Linked DNA regions of Rattus norvegicus: region 1 is linked to region 2. Evidence: chromatin contacts called from public Hi-C data. All regions are on one chromosome and are shown on one strand. The core of a region is the stretch at or near the end of the contact, and the rest is flanking DNA. Distances in the headings are between cores, read along the strand shown. Region 1 holds the start of Leprot (leptin receptor overlapping transcript). Region 2 overlaps LOC120102934 (a long non-coding RNA gene).

Region 1 (4,633 bases), core at 1,793-4,292, 320 kb before region 2:
CGATTGGGGGGGGGGGTGCTGTTTAATACAAAGATACTAATATCCCTTCCAGGAATAGATATCAGGGGATGATGAAGTAATCTCTATATTTGTTTGTATCTTTTTTTTCTCTTAATATGGTATTTTTAATGGACAAATACTTACCAGTTCAGAAGTTGCCTGGCCTTTCCCTTGTAGCCCTGACCCTTCTCTGTATCAGACGACCTACAGCAGTCCCTCTTCCAGCTGTGAACCCACAGCATGAAAACTACAGACCTACTTCTTCTGTTCCGATACAGTCTCTCAAATTTCACAACCGGCTGGATGCCTTCAAGCCGTGTGTGTGTGTGTGTTTGTGTGTGTGTGTGTGTGTGTGTGTGTGTGTGTTTAAAAATTGTATTTCTGCCTACTCCCTCTCTTTTCAAACTGAGTATATGAACAACGGGGTGTATAGTGCTTCACCACATGTAAACAGGACAATCTTATGAAATCAGTACTTTCCTTCCATCTTCCCATAGGCTCCTGGGATTGAACTGAGATCACTGGGGTTGTGTGCAAGCCTTTACCTGCTAAGTCATCTTGGCAACTCGTGCCATTTCTAAATTTCAGTAGGAGTTAACCGACAATTCAAGTCCATCTCTTTTCGATTCACACATGACTGCTGAAAAGCTGAGTTCAACCCAAAGTTCCCAGTATAAGAGCCAAGGCATATCCATGGCTCCAGCCCACAATAGATCCTAAGAACTCCACTTCCAGTCTGGACTACTGTGCCACAGAGCCAAAGTCACCAAGGACCTCAAATCTAAGATGTAACTCCACCCCTACCCTCCCAAACACATGCTTCATCTCCCTTGAAGGCCAATCTTAAAGGGCTGAAACCATAGCTGTAACTGTAGCAAATCAAAGTAACTCATTTTACCCAGACCTCATTCAAAACTACTGTCTTCTCTTGAGCTCTGTGCAGGGCATCGGGTATGCTCGCTCGCTGCCTGCTGCCAAACCAAGCACCTTCCAGTCCTTCCTTCACATATGCGACAGGCACTTGTGTGTGTTAGCCTGCATGCTGTCCTTCCACTAGAGGCTCACTACAACCCGACCCCTAACTTCTCCAGCTTCAATGCTCCCTACTCTGCCTGCAAGAGCCTGTGGAAATGAAAAGACAAGATGTGTTCTGCCATGGCTTCAGCCCCAGTCTTGTGAATGTATTCTGGTCTCAACCCAACCTTTACAGAGCCCTGTAAATTCAGCTCAAGGATTGATCTTCTGCTGATTTCCCCCATACAGTGGTCATCCATATTAGCTTCACAACGGATTACTACAGTCAGGGTGACTCTGAACAAGGGAAATTAATTCTCAGTTCTAGAGGCTAGACTTCTGAAATCAAGGCGTCGGCTGGGCCATTCTCTCTTAAATCTTTAGAGAGCAAGCTTCCTTGCCTAATGCCCAGTGTTGCTAGTGTCTATACCACTGCTGGGCTTGTAGCTACACCACTTCAATTTCTGTTACTGTTTTTTCTTTTAATTACTTATTTAGGTTTACTACTTAGAGCCAAGCACCATACTGCATGTGCAAATGGGGAGGTCAGAGTTGGTTCTCTCCTTTTACCCTGTAGGTCCCAGGGACCAAACTCAGGTCTTAAGGCTCGGCAGCGAGTGCCTTTCCTACTAAGCCATCTTGGGGTCCTCTGCTTCTGTCTTTCCAGGGTGCTTTTTCCCTTCTTATCTGAAGGACATCATTCAAGGCAATACTACCTTGGGTTGATGACATCTGCTATTTGCAAATAAGGCCACACCCTTACTTGGCATCAGGGAGTTACTACTTTAAACCTATCTTTTGGAGGAGCATGATTCACTCTACTATATTATCTCTATTTTCCCAACTGTCTCACAGCACACATCACAGCAATATAATAATTTGTGGCTATCAACTCAGTCCAAACTCCTCACTTATCTTTTACCTTAAGTCTCCAGCATAGCCAGTCTCTCAATAGCAGTTGAATTATCTGTTTTACTTCAGTGCTCTTGTCTACTTCATAGCCTGTGTTCCTTTTCACTACATTAGTACATCAACGACTGTTGCTATTTTGTACTTTCTGCCCATGACTAAAACACTCTGAAGCAGTGAGACACAATTTTTCATGCCTTCTACACTGCCTTCAAACGGATATATCATACAGTGAACACTGCCCAAGTAAACCATGATTACATGGCTGATATTGTCCTCCAAAACTGGTCAGATAAATGTATAATGCACCCACAGGAGCATACACTGTGTCCATCTTGCAGATATCGGGTAAATGGGAAGGTCTTTGTGGATAGTTTTCAAGGAAAGGAAGTCAAACACAGAGACAAGTTAAGTCTACTCTGTGCGGATGACCAGAAATCCGAATACCAGGAAGCCTCCCAATAACTTCATCTCCACTCAACCCCCATTGCTCTGCATTCATACGGATCAGGGTGATAATCTCGGTACCCCCCTGTTAACACTATTCAAGAACACAAATAGCACACCCACTGCTTTGTTCGCAGACCAGTAAAGAAAACACTCAAGAAAGTCTTGTTAAAATCCCACCTAATTGCAGCCCCAAGGTTGTGTCAAATAGAATATTTCTGGTTACTTTCCACTGCCACACGCCCGAAATTAATTCTGCCCAGCGAGAAAATCGTAAAGGAACAACAGGACCAAGTTTCCAACACACATCCTGGACACAAAGGCTCCTCTGTAAGCCACAGGAAACTGCGGCGGGGCAGGAAGGTGAGGATGTGGGACCCTGATGTGACCTACGGGGAACTGAGAAGCCCAGGGGACCACTGTGGAACGTACAGCCCACGGGGGAAGCCCCCGCCTGGGAACGGGAGGGCGTGGGCGTGGGCGCGAGCATTTATAGGCTCGGCGAAACACCTCTGCCGCGCATCCGGGAGGCCGCGGTCTGCACGAGCTCGCACACCCGCACACAGGCTGCACGCTACTCAGCCTGCAGCCGGGAGCGACCCCCACCCATTAGCCGCGGGCGAGGGTCGCAGTGTACCTTTAACGCCCGCCATGTCTCTGGAGCTGGGGCTGTCGCTGCTTCCGGCTTTCTCCAAAAGCCGCCCACACCCAGACTAGCCAGAGCCGGCGCGCGAATCCAAAGCTCGGTCCGCCCCCTGACGGCATTAACTCCATACTCAGCCAACGGAGCCCCGCCTCTTCAGCTAAGCCCCGCCTCTGATCTTAACCCCGCCCCCAGAGGCCCAACTCCGCTCTCCATGCAGAACCTGATTCCTACTGGTTTAGAATTCTGCCAATCATGACGTTTACCCAATTATGCCAGATTTTGCCCTACAGGCACTCAGCATTTCCTGTACGAGTTCCGATACCTGACACTCTGAGCTCCTCCTCTGCGGGGCCCAGTTCCGCTCCGCCCACAGTTCCGCCCCACTCTGGCACACAATCCTGCCTCCAGCCCATGGAGACCCTCCCCCGACGCCCTCCTCCACTTCGGGACTCCGCCCCCGGCTCGCAGAACTCTGGTCTTGGCCGCACCAATCCCACTCGGGTGTGCAGAACTCCGCCCCCTTGGACTGATCCCGCCTCCACCACTCAGCTCGTATTCTACTAGTTATAATTCCTGCCACTTAGAACTTCATTCCGGTAGTCTCCGAATTTACTCAGCAACCCCGCGCGATCCGGGATCTCCACTTCTAGTCTCAGCCCTCTCCTACTTTCACTACCTCAGAAGAGCTCCTTCATTTTAACTCTTCAGGGATCCTGGATTCTGAGCCATCCAACCCTGATTCTCAATCTGGGGTCCAGCCCTTTCTCACTGGCTGGCTGCTAGGAAACTTGCCTGAGAGGACAGGTGGAAAAAGTGGGGCGCTGGATAAGAATGGGGAGAAGTGACCTTCAGTGTGGGCTTAGTTAGACCTCACTTTGCAGGACAACTCTTTCTGTGTGCGTGTGTGTGTGGTTTTTTTGTTTGTTTGTTTGTTTGTTTGTTTGTTTGTTGTTTTGTTTTTCTGAGATTGTATGGCTGGGATAGTAAAGATTGGGCACCAGAAAACAGGCTTAGAGGCATCCCTTCCTAAAATCTTTGACTTTTGTATAGATTTGCTTGCTTTGTAGCTACATTAACATTTTGTGCAAACTACCATATCAGTCTGTCTCCTTCATTCATTACAAACCCTTTGGATCTGAAGTTCTCCAGCTTTTTTTTTTTTTTTTTTGCAACACAGGCCTTCTTCAGTGGAATCTTCCTTCATCTTAGAAACTATCTAGTAATCCAAGACCTCTACAGAAAGGATAGGAACTGTGCCAAACAGCTCTTTAGACAAGGTTAAAAAGACAAAACCCAACAATTTCAAAACTTAAAAGTAAAGGGGAAATAACACTCGAAATGTAAATAAGAAATACTCAAGTTAAAAAAAAAATAAAGGGGAAAAATGCTCAGACTGCTAAGACCTAGTATACAATCAGTGATTCTGAGAAACACATTTGCATAACCTACAATACAACTGTTGTCCTACTTTAAACTGTTAATCCCATTGTAACCATTACAACTTAAGCCATTGTACCCCTTGTAAGTGTATACAAAATGAGCAGAGTACACAGGGTCTGCAGTGTCAGGCATGTGCCAGCATCATGAACAAAGTACTAGGTGAAAAGGAGGGGTTAC
Region 2 (4,792 bases), core at 1,538-4,037:
GTCTTTCAATTCTGTCAACTGAATAGACCCCTGGGCCACTGGAGCCAGGAGAGGGCAGGCAGCCTGGTACCCAGCAGAAGGCTGGAGCACACAACCCGCACAGCCAGGATCCGCAGACCCAGATGACGGGAAGATGCTCCAAGCGCCCCAGTCTCTGGCTCCCGGGCAGGGAGAGGCGGACGCGCACGCGCGCGCACGCACCACGTCCTTCGCCCGGAGTTGTGTCTCGTCTCCCTTTTGTTTTTCTCCGTTCCCGGTCATGAGACCCGGAAGTTTTTTTTTTTTTTTCAATCCTGTCTCCCTTTTCCACCCCCCTCCCCAATCTATCACATGGCAAAGCTAGAATAAAAACAGAAAAATGGCGACGGTCACGTTGTGGCGAGCCTTGCTGCGTCATTAGATAATCCTCATGCAAATAGCGGGAAGAACAAAGGAAGGGGGGCTCGGGACCCCCGAGGGCTCAGGTGGGTGCGGGGCGCGCGCGGCCGCGGGGGCGGCGTCCATGTGCGCGCTCCGGGTGCTGCGCTCTCGACCCCGGGCTGGCGGCGCGCCCTGGCCGGCCGGCGGGGCGCGGAGAGCGGCTCTGCGGCGCGCGCACGGCGCTCGCACTCGGGCCGGCCCGGTGCCCCGGAGCCCGGAGACGGCGGCGGGGGCGGGGGCTGCAGTCGGACGCCCATGGTAGCACGGCGCCAGCTCCGGTAGGCGGCGGACCGCGCGGGGCGGCAGCGCGGGGCCGGGCCCGGAGCTGTGGCGCACTCGCTTTTTCCCCCCACCCCCGCCCGGTTGGCTGGGCGCTGGCGTGGTTCCCTCGCCGTCCCGCGGCCGCTGGAAATAGAGCCGGGATGTTGTTTACATGACGGATCCGGCAGGAGGAGTCTTCGAGGAGGAGGCGGAGAGAGGAAGAGCGGAGTCCCCACGGCAGCGGTGGCGGGCCGGGGTGAGGGCGAGCGCCGCGCGGTCCCCGAAGCCAGGACACTGGAGCCTAGGGTAGGCAGGCGGGGACGCGGGCTGCGGGAAGGCTGTCACAGGGGGCTTTGGGGTTCCTACCCTGTCACGCAGACTCTTATGGGCAGGGAGAATGGAGAGAGGTTGAGAGAACCTCTGTTTCCCCTCACGTTCGGGAACGCCCCCCCACCCCTTATCCCCACTCTTTCCCGCTTCTCCCTGGACTCACCTGTTTATTTCCACCTCTCAGGGCTTTGGGGTTTTGTTTGTTTGTTTCAAATATGGGACAGAGGGGCTAGGGTTATTATTATTATAATTACTAGCGAGATTATTGGGAAGGCGAGAGCGTGTTGCTATAATCGATGCTAGTCCAGGTCGGTTTTCAGGAGGGGGAGGGGACTTGGCGGAGACCCCGGCTTCTGGCCGTAGCTGACCCCAGGGCGCCTCCCCGCCTTCCCGGTGAGGAATCCTTTCCCTGGCTCCGCGAAGCCAGCTGCCACCTTCTTGGAGAAAGACCACACCTATGCTTCTTCCCGCTTTGGAGGCGAGGTGAGCTAAGAAGCCAGGCAGTGCCCTGCCCACCAGAGTTTGGCCAGACCTCGACACCCCAGAATTGGTAAAAGGTGTTTCTTTTCACCTGCTTATAGCGTTGGTACGTCAGCCCTCTAGTCCCCAGAAGTTGCAGTTCACAGTTTACATTAGAATTTGTCTCTTCCTTACCCTTCTTCCCCCGTCACCCCCCCTCCCCCAACGGCAATGAACTCTTGAGTTTAAGTTGAGAAAGAGGTGTCCCCTGCCCTGCCCCTAGTGAGGTTTTGTTTTTGTTTTTGTTTTTAATTCCACAGTGGAATTAATTTACTCAGATCTACACTTCCCCAGTCTCCTCTATCTCCCATTAAACTTAGCCCAAACCAGGCCGAAGCTTCTATTCCCTGTGGGCCGCACCCTGGCCCCTTGCCTTTCTTCAGAGCCAAATGCCTCTCAAAGCAGAAGGCACACCCAGCCCTAAGTCTCTTCCAGGAGGGAGGGAAAGAAAAGGGATTGGGGGGTGAGGGGAACGGTATCCTCAAGTTCCGGTCCGAATCCCCCAGTAGCATTCCCCTCCCAGAGCCTCCTAAATTCTTCCTAACAGCTGTTTCTGCAGCCTCTTTTGCTCCTGTCCTTCTTGATGTTTAGATGGAGTGGATGGAGAAAGATAGTCTCCCCCCACCCTTATCCTAGAATTAGGCATTTTTTTTCTCCTCTGTCTTTTCATTTATTGTGTTTTGCATATTCAAGCGTGATTGCCTGCTATTAGAGTTGATTTTCTTCCTGGCTAGTGACTAACAGAGACTCCTGAGGGAAGGTGAGGTGAGGGCTGTTGAGAAGGGAATCATTCACCACGTGTCCTCAGAATTGCCAGAGAAGACCCTTCTGAAGAAGGCACTTCTCCCTTCCATGACATCACCACTAAGCCCTTCCAACTTTAGTTTCAGAACAGGAAGAAGGCTCAAAATAGAACTACCTTAGGAATCCAGTTCCTTCACGAGATCAACTTTTACATCAGCGGCTGAGGGAACAAAGTGAGCTTTGACCCGGAGTGAAAGGGAAGAGAAAGCGGTAGTGTTAGTAAATGCTTTTCTCAAGGTTGGCTGGTATATTGAGGCTAATGAGTGATAATTAGGTGTGGTGTTTATTATTCATATGTATTGGCATGTACACGGAAGCATATGTGTAAAGTAGGACTCATGGACTGTGATCTGCAATCCTGGTAGACCAGCCTGGTAGACAGAAGCTAGGAAGGGGTACTTGAGAAAGAGGGAGTCTGAGGATGCAGCAGCTGCTCTCGGTAAGTTGAGAGGCTTAGTGTAAACAGTAATTGTAACTTTCACAGGGTGACTAATGTCCTAGACAAAGACGGCCCAGTGTCAAGCTTTCTCTCCTCAGAAATTAACCCTGGTTGGGCTCTGGCTATCGTGGCATTTTGTAGACCAGGCTAGCCTGGAACTCAGAGATCCACCTGTCTCTGGGATAAAAGGTGTGTGCCACTACAATTGGCTGGTATCTCCAATCTTCTCCTATATGCTCCTGATTTGAGACAACACCTTTCTCCCTAAGGAGCACTTTCCAGAAACAGCTGCTTAGAAAATACTTTTGTAGAAAAAGAAAATACTGAAACAGTTGGTGTATACTGTAGCAAGACTTGCTGCTCAGTGGGGTAAGGGCTTGTATTCTGATTCAGGTTTAAAAGAATCCACGTGGCTTACAGAATAGTCTGTACCAGCTACTACTGTAGCTGCTAGCAACCCTGGGCACCAGCCATCTAAACTAGAAAGGCTGATGAGATCAAGTTTTAAACCCACTTAAATTTTAAAACCCATAAATGACTCAGGTATTGGAAACTTAACTGTTTGGAAAACACACACACACACACACACACACACACACACACACACACACACACATATATATATATATATACACATATATATATACACACACATACATATATATATGTATATATATGTATATATGTGTGTGTGTGTGTGTGTGTATTGGGATCTAAATACAGATTAACTATCTCTTGAAAATTCAGTACTGGACCCAAGATATGTTTTAAGTATAAGTACAGTGGATACTTATACTTAAGAAAAATAGGTTATTAATATGTCTCTTACTAATTTTAGCTCAGTGGGATTTTTTTGTTTTTTGTTGTTTTCCTTTTGGATTTTCAAGACGGGTTCTCTGTGTAGCCCTGGCTGTCCTGGAACTCACTCTGTAGATCAGGTTGGCCTCGAACTCCTGTAGATCCTCTTGCCCTTTCCTTCTGAGTGCTGAGACTAAAGGTGAACACCATTAAGTCCAGCTAATTTCAGTTTTAAAAAATGTGGCCACAGAGTATTTAAAGGCACACATGAAACTTTGTAACTTTTGTGAGTCTTACTTTATTTAACACCTTGCAGCAGCTGGACTGCTTTGGTCTCCGCATTCTGTCTTTATAGCCATGGATTAATTGCAAAGAGCTTCATCAACTATCTGCTTTCTACTGCTGTAATGCGTGTGAAAACTCAGGGACCCAAGCACATGAAACTATTTCTCCGTCTCAGCCCTCCTAATGTCTGTTTTTCAGGAGGTTAAAAACAAACTAACAAAACATGGAACATTTTAAAGGAGGTAGCAGTGGCTTGTAGGAAATTTGGGAAAACTAAGGTACCTCCCAGCAGCTGCTTGTTTAAGTCTCCCAGGAGGAACAATATATCTGAGGACACTAGGTGATAGGGTAGCAATTGTGGCACATGTCAATGATGTTGCCAGTCTTCTGTTACCTTCATTTACTTTGTCTTTTCCTTTCCTTTCATCCCCTACTTTAGAGCTCAGGATTGCCTACTCCTGACTCTCCCAAAACTCTAGCACAGCAGGAATACTCTGTGTGTGTGTGTGTGTGTGTGTGTGTGTGTGTGTGTGTGTGTGTGTGTTGTCTAAAGAAATTTAGTAATGGCCTAGGAAGGCATTTGTTTATTTCTTGAGACAGGGTCTCTTTATGAACTCTAGCTACCCTGGAATTCACAGCATAAACCAGACTGGCATCAAACTTGGAAATCAACCTGCCTCTGCCTCCTAGCTGTAATATCATTTTATAAATGACAAACTGTCCAATATGATGCAAAGAAAGGAATCAAATAGTTTTATTGATAACCAAAGGCATGAAGAGCCAGTATTGGATGAACTTGAGGGCACGACTGAGAAGTGCTGTGAAGGGACATGAGAAGAACATTGTGTGACTTTAGAAAGAGTTGACTGATTATTACCTACACACAGTGCCAGGCTGTGCAGTTGTTCCCACTTAATGAGTGACATGTCACTGTAG

Evidence for each region. A called contact is a pair of places that touch in the nucleus more often than the background predicts.
Region 1: a Hi-C map of the A7r5 cell line shows a contact between it and region 2, with 4 times the contacts expected there. The contact joins the promoter of Leprot here to the enhancer-like site in region 2. A contact is called at or near these places in 3 of 12 Hi-C or Micro-C datasets (the A7r5 cell line, Schwann cells and frontal cortex).

What each region holds. Positions count from the first base shown.
Region 1 is chr5:121,403,579-121,408,211 of GRCr8, reverse strand. It overlaps Leprot (leptin receptor overlapping transcript), which reads right to left and starts at 3,042. Exons shown (of 4, transcript NM_020099.2): 1 at 3,008-3,042. The coding sequence starts at 3,023.
Region 2 is chr5:121,088,101-121,092,892 of GRCr8, reverse strand. LOC120102934 (a long non-coding RNA gene) reads left to right here. Exons shown (of 2, transcript XR_005504912.2): 1 at 1-987. Among named protein-coding and RNA genes, the nearest start is that of Mir101a, 8.7 kb to the right of the region's middle. Within about 2 kb of position 2,787, at least 42 of the 93 cell types and tissues checked have an H3K27ac peak or open chromatin away from gene starts, as enhancers often do. A contact at or near this core is called in the A7r5 cell line, where this site is marked.